Regions from separate parts of the Canis lupus genome. Here region 1 is linked to region 2. The links are chromatin contacts, called in public Hi-C maps. All regions are on one chromosome and are shown on one strand. The core of a region is the stretch at or near the end of the contact, and the rest is flanking DNA. Distances in the headings are between cores, read along the strand shown.

Region 1 (3,430 bases), core at 331-2,830, 63 kb after region 2:
TGAATGAAGTGATTTTCTCAGGACATTTTTATTATCAAGTTAAATTGTTTTACATGAAGGGTCATCCTCAATGACCATACATTAAAGAGGGATGTTTTGAGAAAATGGTCATTTCTGATTTTTGACAAGTCTTGTTTTCCCTACCTAGTCCCAGGATCAGTCACTATATTCAGGCGCTGATACCTCCAATCAAGGCAAAGTCTCCCAAACCAGCAAATGATGGAGAGTGGTTATTGAACTTAGAAACTCATGACTGTATTCTATTGCCTTTTCATATTTCTTCACTGATCTTATGTCTTCCCAGGGCTTTTAGATTAGGTCAGCAAATCTAACCAGAGGAAAAAGATTTCAAATGACTATCTTTGAAATAGAAATTCAAGGGATCCCTGGGTGGCTCAACAGTTGAGTGTCTGCTTTTGGCCCAGGTAGTGATCCCAGGGTCCTGGGATCAAATTGCACATCAGGCTCCCTATGGGGGGCCTCCCTCTCCCTCTGCCTATGTCTCTGCTCTCTGTCTCTAATGAATAGATAAATTCTTTAAAAAAAAAATCAAAATGAATCTCAAGTCACTGAATCCCAAGCAGCCACAAATTAAGGCACCAAAACTATGGTATTTTAATAGTAGCCAGGTATGTGTTTGTAAGAAACTGACACACTTGTTTGTAATATCTAACATACCTAACATTTTATTGAAGGATGAATTTTTACTATAAACAAAGGAAACCATACCTTCTCATCTTAAAAAAAAAAAAAAAGCTCTGAGTCTTCCTAGAGTTACTATTTCCGGTGTATGTACAACAGCACCCACTCACATACCTACGTACACTTCATGTATGCCTCCAACAGGCTAGCACAGACCACAGCCTTGTAAAAAAACCAAAAACAAACAAAAACACCTTTTGTCTTCTGCTGCCATCAACATAAATCATTCCATTAACCATGAGCTTCTAGAATTTTCTTTTGAAAGATGAAGTCTCCTTCCATGGACCATCCCCAGCAGAAGCTGAATACAGTTCAAGAAATGCAAATATGTTATAGCCCTCATATTCAGCACATCAAAGGGAACATATGAACTCCAGTACCCTTGAATCGGCCTCCAGTTCCTTTTCACCCACTCAAAACCTCAGAGGAGGGAAATCAACCAACCAGCCAACAGTGAACACACTTGCAAATATGTTTGCTGGGACCCATCCTTCCTGAGCCTTTGCAAACCCACCTTAAGAGATGAGAAAGCTTTAAAGAAAATTGAGTTAAAATATGTGATCTAGCATTTCAGAACAATTTTAAACTTTCACATCTGCTAACACAATGTCCTTTATTAACGGCATTTGTTTTTAGAAACAAAGAAGTAAAAATTTAGTCCCAATGATGTAGTTTCACCTTTACAGAACACGTTCATTGGAACTTAATAGCAAAATTCATTTTTAAAAAACACATTCTAACTTGACTAAACTATACAATTTCAGTCATTGTGTAATAATCTCAGTATCAAAACGCACACACACATAACTCCCCCAAATCCTCCTGCAATAGCTTCTGTGCGCTCTGAGTGGAGCTTGCTTGCTCTATGGTTGCTAGTGTCTAACAGTAAACAGCCCCGCTGCATTTATTGGCAATTACTGCTGAAGGTCACACATCAGCAGTGAGCCTAAATTCCAGGAAAAAAAGCAGCTCTTATGTAACTGCCGCCTGAATGTTGGCAGGTGCCCAACCCAGCAGTTCACAGCAATGTAAAAAAGTAGGACACCTCTAGCCTGGGTTGGATGTCATGAGAACGCCCCCTGAAGGTGAAATTTAATAATTCTTGTGTTTCTTCCCCCCCCCCCCCCACCACCACTCCCCCTGAATTTTACAAAATTCTCCATCAGTAGCATACTTTGCTTGCAGAAGCACCTCAAGGTGGGATAAATTGAGGGCTCACTTTAAGCAGGCTGCAGCCACCCTGAACAAGTGGGAATGCCACTCTAGCTTTTCTGTTGCAATGCAGGAAGGCCATGTTGCTAGCTGACACCAGAGGCTCTGGAGATTTCATGGTTCCAAGTGACAATGATTAAATGGGGATCATATCTCAGACATGAAGAAATGCAGCATGTCCCACTGAGCACATACTTTCTAAACATACCATTCCCTTCAACAGACACATACATGAAAATGAGGTGGATTACTGTTTTGCCTACCACTTCCACCTCAGGTTTGAGTATTGGATTGAAATCATCTGTTCCGTGAGCACAGCACTTTACAGTTTAGAAAGGTGATTCACACGATTACCTGCTGGTGCTATCCACCTGGTGCTTGTTACCTGACTTTCCTGTTCGGGCAGAAGTTCCCAAACTATAGGTGTTCAACCCCCTGCACTTCTCCATTCTAGCAATTCTCATGATTGACAGCTGCCACTGAACATTAGTTTGTACTGCTGCCCATCTCCTCCACAAAACTGTGAATTTCAGAAGGGCAAATGCTATGTCTACTTGGAGGCACCAACATATTCATACCCCCTCACACCATGCCTGGAAGGTAACAGGCACTCAAATATTAGTCATATATTGGATGTCTTTAGCATTAATTGGTATCTGTTTAAAGCCAGAAGTGAGTACATGGGAATCTTCTGGGGATGATGGAAACATCTCCTATCTTGATTTGTGTGTATACATATATAGCAATTGATCAAGCTATAAACATTAAAAAAGAAAAAACCCTCCTCTTCCTGGTTTCAAATGAAATTTTGTCCTAGAAGACAACTAGGAGGGCTCCATACCATGACCTTTCCTTACAGAGACTCCGAACTCTGTCCTCATTTCACCCTGATTTCTCAGAGCACTGACAAGAGACACGGAGGCACTATGCTTTTTCACGAGTCTTTCACAGTACATCTCCTTCCTTGAGATGCCCAAGTGGCCTCTATCATCAAAAGGCAGTGGTCCTCCCCCAATCAGGGTTTCACGGGATCACCATATATGCCTCACACTATTTCAGGGGTGATTCCCCACAATGTTTAGAATTGAACACTGGTTTGCAAGCTAGGTGTGAGGCTTTGCCTGTATCCTGAGCCAGCAAGAACTCTCATTAAACTTCTGCTGAAACTCCAGCTGTGGACTGCAGGTTTCCACCAGCATACACTGACAAAAAGCTTGGTAAGAGGAGAAAACACAGGAGCTGCTTAGTTTCTAGAACAGCCATTGATGAAAAAGGCCAATCAGCCATCTCTGTTTAGAGGACCAGATCCAACAGCCTGCGGGACTGGGGACATAGTGCTGGTGTCCCAGGGTTCTGACGGTTGCCAGGGGCAACAACGAAGAGGGGATCCGCAGTTGCTTCCTCAGGGAATTTTCAAAGAATCCAAGTGGCTGCCAGAACATTCTTCTTTTATAAACAGACAGTATTCTATTTCCTAGAGTATAATTATAAACACACCTGCTCCAACTGTGGAATC
Region 2 (3,353 bases), core at 107-2,606:
CTACTGGTGTTTCTTTTGGGACTGAAGCCCATTTCTGATCTGGATATGGAAGCTCCAGAAGAGATAGGTGGCAAGAGTGGCAAAGGGTTGATAATGATTGAAGCTGAGTGGTAGGTAAATGGGAATTTATAATACCTTCTCCACATTAGTGTAAGTATAAAAGGCTCATATGAGGTGAGAAAAAAAAAAAAAACAGGCAATGGGAAAGCTCAATAATGGTCTATGGAAGCCAAAATTCTCTTCAAGGAGGTTCTCAATATCGTATGTAAGAGTAGCTACTGTAGAATGCTTTCATATAATTGTGATAAATGGCCGTCAAGTATGGCATACAGTCGCAAATAAATCATTTATAAAGCTAAAACACTTACATTGTGGTGTCATTCTGAATATGATGGACAAATATTCAGTCCTTTAAATCAACTGAGTATCTATCCAGGTGCAAAAAAAATACTTAAAGACCAACCTTGACGTGTCTTCTATTTCCCATGTCCCCGTCTAACTCTCCACACTCTTCTCCCATATCCCTTGCCCAAATAGGCCCCCCTTTACATCCCAGCCTCGGGGTGGCTCCCTGAACACATGCTGCACCTCCAGCCTCTGTGCACTGTCCCCATGGCCATTTAAATTTATGTCCACGAAGACTTTGATGCTCTCCTCTTTGAGGAATGCAGCTCAGATCCTTTCTCCTGTGTGGGCTGGACTTAGCACTGCTTCTAGGAGAATACAGAAGCGATGGCGTGCTGACACTTGGTCCTAAAAGGCCCTGCATCTTCCTCCTTGCACGTGCATACTCGCCCTCTCTTCAGTCATCTACTATGAGGAATCCACCCTCCATGCTGTGTGGAACTCAAGCAGCTCTATGGAGAGGTTCATGTGGAGAAGAAGTGAATCCTCCTACCAGCAGCCCCGTGAGTGAGCAGAGAAGTGGATCCTCAGGGTCTACTCAGCCTTCAGGTGAGGCGGCCCTAGCTGCCAACTTGACAGCAGCCTCATGAAAAACCCTGAGTCAGAAACACCCAGCTAAGGCACTCCCAAACTCCAGGCCTTGAGAAACTGTGAGGACATAAATATTTACTGTTTGAAGCCACTAAGTTTTGAGGTCATTTGTTATACAGCAAGATAATGCAACTTACATACCCTGCATGGTGGGAAAATAGTAATTCCGCCCCCCCCCCCCCCCCCCCCCCCCCCCCCCCCCCCCCGCCCAACCACCACCACCACTAAGACATCCACATCCTAATTTTCGGAATCAATGAATATGTTACCTTTTGTAGGCAAAGGGACTTCACAGATGTGATACAGTTAAGGATCTGGAAATGGGGAAGTTATCTTGAATTGCCCAGCAGGCCCAACATAATCACAAACACCCTTAAAAGTGAAAGAAGGGTGTGGGACAGTCAGAGGCAGAGTCATGCAGCGTGAGAAAGGCTCTCCTGGTCACGGCTGGCTTTGCAGATGGAGGAAGAAGCTCAGAGCCAATGAATGCAGGAAGCCCCTAGAAGCTAGACAACAAAGCTAGAGCCTCTAGAAGGTATCCTGCTGACGCCCTGACTGTAGCCCAGTGAGAGCCTTTGTATAGTTCTGGCCTCTGGAGCTCTGAGGTAGTAGATGTACGTTGCCCTAAGCCTTCCAAGTCTGCGGTAACTTGTTAGAGTAGCAGTGGGAAATAATACACCTTCCCTGTCCCCTAACTCTTAGGCCTGTGTTTATCCAAATCCTATCTATCCTTCCAGATGTTGCTCAGATCCCACCTTTCCTCAGAAGCCTGCCTTTCCCACATTTCCACAATGTGTCACTGCTTGATTACGGCCCTGCTCCTTGTCAGTTGCCTCAATTACAACCACTTAAAAATATGTCTGTGTTGTCGGCCCCCATCAGATGGTAGGTTCACACAGGATGGAATCATAGCTTCCAGATGTTGAATCCCCCACTGTACTATTTGTAGCATGTCTTCTACTATTAGGGGTACAAGTTGGCTGGATTGATATACTGGCTACATCACAGCCAGAAGATAGGGTGCCATGACCCCAGGGAGGCAGGTCAGCCTAATGAACTACACCAGGGCATCGCTTGGTAACCCTCTTTCCTAGCCTCTGTGTCTGTTCTTCTGAGGGAACTGGGCCTTGCCGGGGGACCTGGACTCTGTGTATATAAAAAACAGAATAGAGCTGGGGAGCTCTATTTGGACGGGTGTGATAACCATGAGGGAAAATCCCAAGCAGGAAAATGTCAGCATATGCAACTCTGCCTCAATTTCCTCTTTCACTATATTCCCGTTTTCTTGGCCCAGAGTTTTCACTTCACTGGGGCTGGGAAATTGAGGACAAGGGGTCAGGGAGGCACAGGTGAGGGAGGATGTGAGTGCATGGAGGGGGTGTGCATGTGTGCATGTGTATGTGTTTGTATTTTTTTTAATGTGCATGTTCTGTGAGGCGCAGGGAAGGAAGGGGGCTTCAGGAGAGCAGAGGAACTGAGTATCTTAGCACCTGCAGAAGCAATCACTAAGTGACATCACTCTCAGACTTGACTTTCTATCTGAGGCCTGGCTACAGAGGCACCAAAGTGCAGGTGATTCTAAGATGCTTTCAGGAAAGGGGAAGGCACTTTCATGAATAAAGCAGAGCTTTTCCCCCCTGCACATTTATTAGAAGAGAAATAAGCTACTTAGAGGGGAAAACATATTTCATTTTAATTGCACTTCTAATGAGTACATTTCTCCTCCCATATGCATATCATGTTTAATTCAGTTACTGTTTTCAATTTCTCTCTTACCAGCAGATAGCTTTGAAGCCAATTAAAATCTTTCAGTTGACAACTATAGCTGCGTTTACGCTTTACTGAAACGAAAACTGTTTCTGAAACAAAGGTGGACTAAATAAGCGAAGGTATTAGCTGCAATGCAACACAAATCTTGGAATGATGACATGGCTACTCCACAATCCACCCATCTTAATCCCCCACTTTCCAGGTAAGGAAGGGTCTGGGAACAGTGAAGTCATCTGCTCAGGGTCACACAGTCAGTGGGTGGCAGAGGTGGAATGGGAGTGAGATCCCCCCATTTCTTGGGGCTGAGGTCTTCCCATTGTGCCTGGCTGAAGACAGCGCCTCAGTAAGAGAGACGATAAGCTATCTCACCTCACCAGAAGAGGAGAAACTCCCTCTGTCAGTTCGTAAGCCTGTTGGGGGGCCTATACAACGTTTATATATTTTTTTAATAGGCTCTCAGAATTGTGAGAATGAATATATATCTGAGCGGTCTTAGTAGACCCATACACTGACAAGAGTGAAGTCACAGTTTTAGTAACTATGGTGGAGGTCTGGATACGTGAATTCAGGGTTAACCCTTGAAGCTG

What was found. Hi-C and Micro-C count contacts between places; a contact is called where the count stands out from the background.
Region 1: a contact with region 2 is called in a Hi-C map of blood, with 2.3 times the contacts expected there. The contact joins two enhancer-like sites. A contact is called at or near these places in 4 of 9 Hi-C or Micro-C datasets (blood and liver).

The regions. Positions count from the first base shown.
Region 1 is chr20:12,934,816-12,938,245 of UU_Cfam_GSD_1.0, forward strand. The region is part of intron 39 of ITPR1 (inositol 1,4,5-trisphosphate receptor type 1); the gene reads right to left. Among named protein-coding and RNA genes, the nearest start is that of ITPR1, 200 kb to the right of the region's middle. Within about 2 kb of position 1,581, at least 11 of the 20 cell types and tissues checked have an H3K27ac peak or open chromatin away from gene starts, as enhancers often do. A contact at or near this core is called in blood, where this site is marked.
Region 2 is chr20:12,871,610-12,874,962 of UU_Cfam_GSD_1.0, forward strand. The region is part of intron 51 of ITPR1 (inositol 1,4,5-trisphosphate receptor type 1); the gene reads right to left. Among named protein-coding and RNA genes, the nearest start is that of BHLHE40, 150 kb to the left of the region's middle. Within about 2 kb of position 1,357, at least 2 of the 20 cell types and tissues checked have an H3K27ac peak or open chromatin away from gene starts, as enhancers often do. A contact at or near this core is called in blood, where this site is marked.